2 separate regions of the Mus musculus genome follow, and region 2 is linked to region 1. Evidence: chromatin contacts called from public Hi-C data. All regions are on one chromosome and are shown on one strand. The core of a region is the stretch at or near the end of the contact, and the rest is flanking DNA. Distances in the headings are between cores, read along the strand shown.

The links. A called contact is a pair of places that touch in the nucleus more often than the background predicts.
Region 2: a Hi-C map of Sertoli cells shows a contact between it and region 1, with 4 times the contacts expected there. The contact joins two enhancer-like sites.

What each region holds. Positions count from the first base shown.
Region 1 is chr8:31,271,063-31,274,786 of GRCm38.p6, reverse strand. No RefSeq gene overlaps it. Among named protein-coding and RNA genes, the nearest start is that of Fut10, 86 kb to the right of the region's middle. Within about 2 kb of position 1,741, at least 58 of the 459 cell types and tissues checked have an H3K27ac peak or open chromatin away from gene starts, as enhancers often do. A contact at or near this core is called in Sertoli cells, where this site is marked.
Region 2 is chr8:32,219,110-32,222,833 of GRCm38.p6, reverse strand. It overlaps a transcript of Nrg1 not described here. Among named protein-coding and RNA genes, the nearest start is that of Gm22140, 35 kb to the right of the region's middle. Within about 2 kb of position 1,848, at least 38 of the 459 cell types and tissues checked have an H3K27ac peak or open chromatin away from gene starts, as enhancers often do. A contact at or near this core is called in Sertoli cells, where this site is marked.

The DNA.
Region 1 (3,724 bases), core at 492-2,991:
CTAGTGCCAGAGAAGTCCATGGAGTATAGTGGCCACAGGCAATTCCCAGGGAAATAGTCTTGCCAGCTACTCATCCTCTGGCTTATAAACAAGGGCCCTGCATATTATTTGTGGGACATTGAAAGTGTGAGATTTGTCTGTACCAGTTAAATCCATCCAAAATGACCCGGTGTGACCATATCCGTTTTCAGGATCTTGTGTTCTCACATGCTCCTTGAAACACAGGGTGAGATCCTCGGTGACAAAGGGGACTAAGTGTGTGGTGTGGAGAGGGGGACATCCCTGCTCTGTGATGATACATCTCACAACATTGCACAAGAACGTTCTGACAAAGCAAACAAGGGACTGTGTTCATATGTCAGTGAAGATTAAGAAAGAGGAGCCAAGTGTAGTGACCCAGTAATCCCAGAATTGGGGGGTGACGGGCTGGTCAAGGCTAGCTCCTGCTAGGCAGTGAGTTCCAGGTTAGCTCAGGCTACATAAAACAATCTCTCAAAGATGAGTGAAGAGAAAGTATGAAGATGTTATATAACATATAGGTTTGCAACATTTAGTGTGTGTGTGTGTGTGTGTGTGTGTCTGTGTCTGTGTCTGTGTGTATGTGTGTGTATGTGTCACGCACACACACATCCATGTGACAGGGCACAGCTATGAGTGTCAGAGGACAGCTTGTAGGAGTAAGTTCTCGTCTACCATTTGGTGGCTGAACTCAGGTCATCAGACTCGGCAGCAAGTGCCTTTGCCTGCTGAGCCATCTCTCTGGCCCCCTAGTCAAAAATTTACCAAGCCAAGTACGTTTAAATTTTAACTTTTTCAAAGTAACTCAGAACTCTCCCTCCGTTTACAATGAAAAGAGGAGAAAGGAAAAATAGATTTTTATCAGTGAATAGCTAACAGATGGGACCAGAAACATTTAGGGGAGAGGACACAGAGACAACTATGGTTGCCATGGTTTCTTTGAAATTCAGTAAACATAGGGACCCAAATGGACAGTGAAATCCCCCACTGGGAAGAGCAGCTTGTTGCTGCCTTCTTTCTTGGATAGTTGCCAAAGCAGGCTTTGACTGATGGGAGTCTATGCAAGATGACTAAAGTAGCTGACACTCACCCCCAGCTGTACTCATTTCAGATTAGCCTAGACTACGCTACCCTCCTACATAACAGTCGAAAACAAGCCATGACTATTCTAAATTAACCAGTTATCCCAGTGGGTAGAGCCTGAAGGAAATATATACACTCAAGAGAGCCCAGTCTCTGCTCTCTTGAGAATGGGTAAGAGAATATGTCAAATATCTTGTCAACTCTGGTAGACACATTCAGGCCCTTGGTCCTTCTCATCACCTTCCGGTCATCTACAAATCTGTTCAAATCCCAAACTGCCATATAATAGCATATTGTGCTTACACTGTCAAATACCCCCCACCCCCGCCTCCCAAATTTGTTCGTGCCGATGACAGAAAAGAAGACAATGAGGGTAGGCAGAGCTCTTTTGAGATTTCCCAGCGCAATGAAGACTGTCAAACAAACATTGAACACATGGTTTGGCTGAACTTGCATGTTTCGTCTAGAGGTTCTGATCAAGTTGACACAGACTAAAAAGTCTTTTCCAGGGTCACCGCAGAGCTCGCCAGAGATGAGATCACTGTTGAACAAAGTTCTACAGCAAGGCCCTCCTCCCCACAGCCAGAACAGATTCTAGTCCACACCAGCTCACCACGGGTCATTCCCTTCTTGTTTTCCACCTCCTACGCACGGCCCTCCAGTTCACTGCAGGATTGTGCAACCTCGGCGGGGACTGCGTGCGGCTGAGGGTGTAATGGTTCTGTGGATCGAGCCGCAGTCAGCAGTGACCGGTGGCAGGGCTGAGGGTACCTAAGCCTCCCACACTGAGAGCCAACTATGGTAGCTTGGCTCGGCGACATGTCTTCAGAAGCCAAAGGCTCACAGAGCACTTTTTAGAGCATTGAAATTTGTCCCTGTTATGAGTCTGTCCCAAAGCCCAAAGTTTGCAACATTGTATTTCCTGTCGGGGGAATTCTTGCAAATGAAGTGTTCACTTTCTGGGAGTGGGGAGGGTGGGAGGAAGTAGGGGAGGGGAGACACAGGAAGCCTTTCTTTCTGGAACTATCTGTAGATCAGCTCCACTGAGCAGTCTGCCCCAGCAGCTTAAAAGTCTTTCTATCACCCGAGAATGGGCTTCTATAACTCTTTCTCTACATTCTCCATACTTGTCTGTCCCATGCTGCTAGTCTTCTAGAGTTTGGGAAAATTTGAGAATCTTTTTATAACAGATGGGCCCAGACATATGATGGCTCAACTTACAGTATTTTCAACTTCATGATGTTATGAAAGTAATACACATTTATGGGACTGTAGTTCCAATTTTGAATTTAAATCTCTTCCCACACTGGGGTCATGCAATCTGAGACTCTCTAGTGAGGCCTGGTGGCGGCAGCAGGTCAGACTCCAGCAAGACGCAGGATCCTGGGGGGAAACAAGAGCACTTCATAGGGTACTCTGCCTGAGATGGAATATAGCACTCTAGATGGACAGAAGGCATGTTGAACTTATAAATGGTATTCTGAAAGCACTTTCTAATTCAAGGAACATCTGTTTGGTAAAGTTTATTTGGGAATATTTGACTTTCAAAACATGGATGAGAATACGAATTTTGGAAAGAGTCAATAGGAGATAAATATAGATGATATTGACGCAGCTATAGAGGAAGACAGGCATATAGATAGACTTAGACAGATGTCATGAGATTTATTGAGGGTCTTGGCTCATGTGATTATAGTTGCCAAGAAGCCCCTCTGCCTACTCCCTGCAGCTGGAGAAAAAGGGGGGCTCTGAGTATAATTCCTGGTCCAAGAATTATTCAAGAACTGAAAAGGGCAGGCAGTAGGGGTGGCAGTGGAATTCCAAGCTTGAGTCCAAAGGCCCCCAAACCAAGATCGTCAACGCTTGGGGAGGAGAAGGTTCTGGCTCAGGAAAAGTGGGGGTTGGGACCTTACTAGGCCTCTCTTCGTCATGGAAAATAATAAAGCCCCATCTTTTAATATGAGCATCTGTCATTTTTATATCAAAACCCTCTTTCATAACTCTTCCAATGATCTAATAACTTTAAATGACTATTAGCTCTTGGTTACAATTGCTTTACAAAGAGAAAATTGGAAAATACCTTGTTTGCTGGAAATCCCCATTTTAATTGACTTCAATCGTTTGCTATCACAGGTAGCAATCTGTTTCTATGTGAACCTTGGTTTTCTGTTTCTTCTTCTGTCTCTTTTTCCTTTTATTTTTTTTAAAATTTATTTATTTATTATATGTAGTACACTGTAGCAGTCTTCAGACACTCCAGAAGAGGGCATCAGATCTCATTACAGATGGATGTGAGCCACCATGTGGTTGCTGGGATTTGAACTCAGGACCTTTCAGAAGAGCATTCGGTGGTCTTAACCGTTGAGCCATCTCACCAGCCCCCCTTTTATATTTTTTAACTCCAGTGTTTATTCCTGTTGCCAAGGAGTTGGATAATTCCTGACAGGACTGAGATTTTTCTTTGGGGGTGGGGATGGATATAACAATGGCAAGCCCTTGGAAGCAAGCCGCTGTCCAGCCTATGCACATGTGTAGATGGTGATTGGACGCAGCCCGTAGGATAAAACTTGACCCTTTGGAGGTGCTCCCGTTAAGTAAGCACTGGCTCGTTCAGACATTTCTA
Region 2 (3,724 bases), core at 599-3,098, 950 kb before region 1:
ACACAGAGAATGTTGCTTGGTTACTCCTGTATAAGTGGAGTGGGATAACATAGCTGAAGTCCCTGCGCCAAGTAGCTGGGTTCAGTAAATATTAATAAAATGGCCCTCTGCTCCTCCTCATAGGGAGTTTAAAAAACAGAAAGCTTCCCTTTTGGCATTCTCTTTCATGCTCTTTGAAGATGTGCATATAATTATCACGAGCTGGGAATGGAGTCACTGGAGATAACACATATCACACTGTTTCCTGGTAACCATGCATTTAACTAGCAGAAGCGGGGCAAAAAAAGCAGGCTAGTTTTCACCTGGGTAAAAATCTCACTGGGTTTAGGGGTTACACAGAAGGGCTGTTGAAGAGGAAAGAGTGTTGCTGCTTGTTTGCATTCAAATGGACTCTAAGGAGACTGGCATGCTAAAGTTAGCCAGAGTTCCCTCCTTGAGTTGGAGATCTTAGAGTGGGTTACCAGCCAGATGTCTCCTGCTCTTCCTATGGGGCGGTCCCTGAAACAAGGGTCCGAGGGCTTGCTACTGACCTGAGCTACAGCAAACTGACAACTGTTGCGGCGGCTAGTGCTGCTAACGAGTTATGACTGCTGATGAAGTCTAATCCTTGCCCTTCTCTTTCCATTTGAGTTTCAGTCGGTCTTTGGGCTCCATTGGCTCTGCATTTTAACATCAGCTACGAGGGGAGAATGGAGTTTTTCACAGCTTGGGTGAAGAGAGGAGAAAGATTACTTCTAATTTGGGGACCTTGTTAGGTCTTTGGGGGGTGTTTATCCAAGGCCAGATATTAATTAACTCATTAATTAACTAATTTAAAATGCTACTTGAAAGGATGGAATTGATCTGAGAACCAACTCAGTGGTTCATAGACTGGGGCCCTATCAGGCTCATTCCTACAGCATTCATACACACTTAGGATTTAAATTTAATTGAAATTCTAATCCCTACCAGGTTTTTAATAAGAGGCAATTATTAAGAGATTAAGAAACTAGATTCTCATTTCCCAGTTAAAGAGGTCAGGCAGTTGTCATAATACTTTAGGGAGTGTTAGCTAAGTGGCAGTACTACCCAGCGCCTGTGTCACGTTCCTCTCAATGTATCTTAACCTGCCCATGTGTATCCAACTTACCCCGTGGAACCCATTGATAAACCATGGCAAAAGGAAACCACTCCATGGAAAGAGTGGCTAGAGAAGACACTCTTTATCCAAGAGAGGAAAACCAACAGGCTCTGTTTGCCCAGTATGAAAATAACCAGTGTTTGATTCCAAGCAAAAAAGACCATTCGCAGCCAACTCAAAAAGGGAAGAGGGTGGTGTTTCTGAAAATCCGGGGCCTGGGGCATTTTCTGGAATGTGTACAGTCAGAACGTGCACATTCGTCAGCAAAAAGAATGCACTCAGCCACACCCCTCCCACCTGCTGACGACTCATTCTTGCTTTGTGGTCCACAGGCCTCTGCCTTGGTGAGCTGCAGTTTAACATCAACTCCTTTCAAATACTGGGCTAGTCGTGACCCAAACCAGCTCGCCCATTTCCTGCTGTGTGAAGACAGCCCCTGTCATCGCCCTCTCTGGGCTTTGACTCTCTTACAGGAGAAAACAAGGATGTTTGAACAAGTGCGTCTAAAGTCCACTCAGGTGACTGAGTACCCAGTGACTTCTTAGGTAGCCAAAGGCTCATACATGGCCCCTGAGACAGCCTGTGGTAGCATTCTTATTACCTCGCTCTGCTTGCCGTTCTCTCTGTGAGAATGAGGAGCCATTAGCACAAACTATGCCTGTCTTCTGGCAACTCACTGGAAATGTGCCTCGGCCTCAGAACTTTTCACAAAAGACGGTTATCAGGGCTGCTCAGCTGACCAAACCCCACCTACAGCGCAGAATGAGGCTGCTTCTGTAAACTGTTCTCAGAACAGCAGAGCAGTGCCTGCGTTTCCGACACACACACACCCACTGCTATTTCCTCAGGGTTTCTTTGTTTTCCCCACTTTTAAGTTAGGGTTAAAGTCCCCACCCACCCACCTACACCCCTCCATTGGGCATTTCTAAACAGGAAACCAGATGGCTACTACTTAGATTTCCTTAACTTCCACTTTAATAACTACCAATAAATTCTGCTCCTGTACTAACTTCCTTGTGGTGACAGTGACTTTTAAGATTCGTGAGACTTTTGACACCACCCCCCCTTAGTTGGCATCCCCACAAACTGCTTCTTGTTGCTAAACTCTGCTCCTTTGTATAGCTGAATTTCCCGATTGCTGCCTCCCGAACACGCTCCATCTTAGACACTATCTCATCCGCTTCCCCCTGCCAGATATTGATTATCTAGACATTCTCCAATCCCAGTCCCTTCAGCTTTACCGTTATGTCTTTGTAGCTCTCCTCTCCCTTAAACACAGTGGAAACAGGTTATTTTAACAGCTCTGCAACTTGAACTATGCCTTGCCCATTTCCAAAACCAGCAAAGGCAGCAAAGCTTGTGGCAGCTGTCTTCCACACAACAACCCTTTGTTCTCTTAATAAGTCTACAAGGACACTATCACTTGGCACTGTGACATCAGTAAGAGTCACTCAAAAGGATGTCCTTGGTCAGTATTGCAAGTGAAGTGCTCATAGCCAAACATGCTCTCCCCATGTACACACCCATTAAGAGGGGGACAGGAAGGAAAGAGAGTTGAACTTCCCTGGGTTATAATGTCCACTTGAAGGAGAATAATGAAAGACACAGGAAATCTGTGTCCTACAGTTTACCTTGTTCCAGAGTCCCATCGAATGTCCTCACCCGCTTCCTGGTCCTGGCATTCCCCTGTACTGGGACATATGATCTTTACAAGACAAAAGGCCTCTCCTACCATTGATGGCTTATTAGGCCATCCTCTACTACATATGCAGCTAGAGACATGAGCTCTGAGGTGGGGAGGGGGGGGTACTAGTTAGTTCCTATTGTTGTTCCTCCTACAGGGTTGCAGACCCCTTTAGCTCCTTGGGTACTTTCTCTAGCTCCTTCATTAGGGACCCTGTGTTCCATCCAATAGTTCACTGTGAGCATCCACTGTTGTTTCTTTATTAGTGGCCTGTGGTAGACTCCCTCACTTAAGCTCAGGGAACAAAGCTGAGATGTGCTTTGTTCTCTGTAGGCTTTTGGAGTTAGCTGCCTTCTTGGCTGCTAGTGTGCAAGTCTCACCATATCTGCTTCAGTTTGCTTTTATGCTTGTCTGTTTGTTTCCGATACTACAGACTAAAAATTCAGAGCCTTATCTTTGGAGGCACCTTGGCTTTTGAAAAGCTCTGTTCCCAACAACTTTAGCTTAGCCTTGTGGCAGGTTACCTCCAACCCATGCACGTAGATCGTGCGTGATGGGCTATTTCTGATTGCCAGGGAATCCATATATAGTTGCTAAGCTTGAAATCCACTATCCAGGCACTTTGGGGTGTGTTTGTTCCCATTGTCATGACACTAATTTTGCAGCTTGAAAAGTCCCCGTTTGAAGGACACTCTTGTGAAAATATGCAACGTTATACACGCATTTCTGACAAAAGGGAAAAAAATGTCAAGTCCACCCTAGCTCTGTCCAGACAAGCACGGAGAGAGGCGTGTTGACTTGCCAGGCAAATATTTTCCCCTAGTTTTGCTGAATGAATTTGATTCACTGCAGGGCATTTTCCCACACAGGCAGTAGAGGTGGGCTGCCTTAGGATCAGCCACTACCGGCTCTCCAGAGGG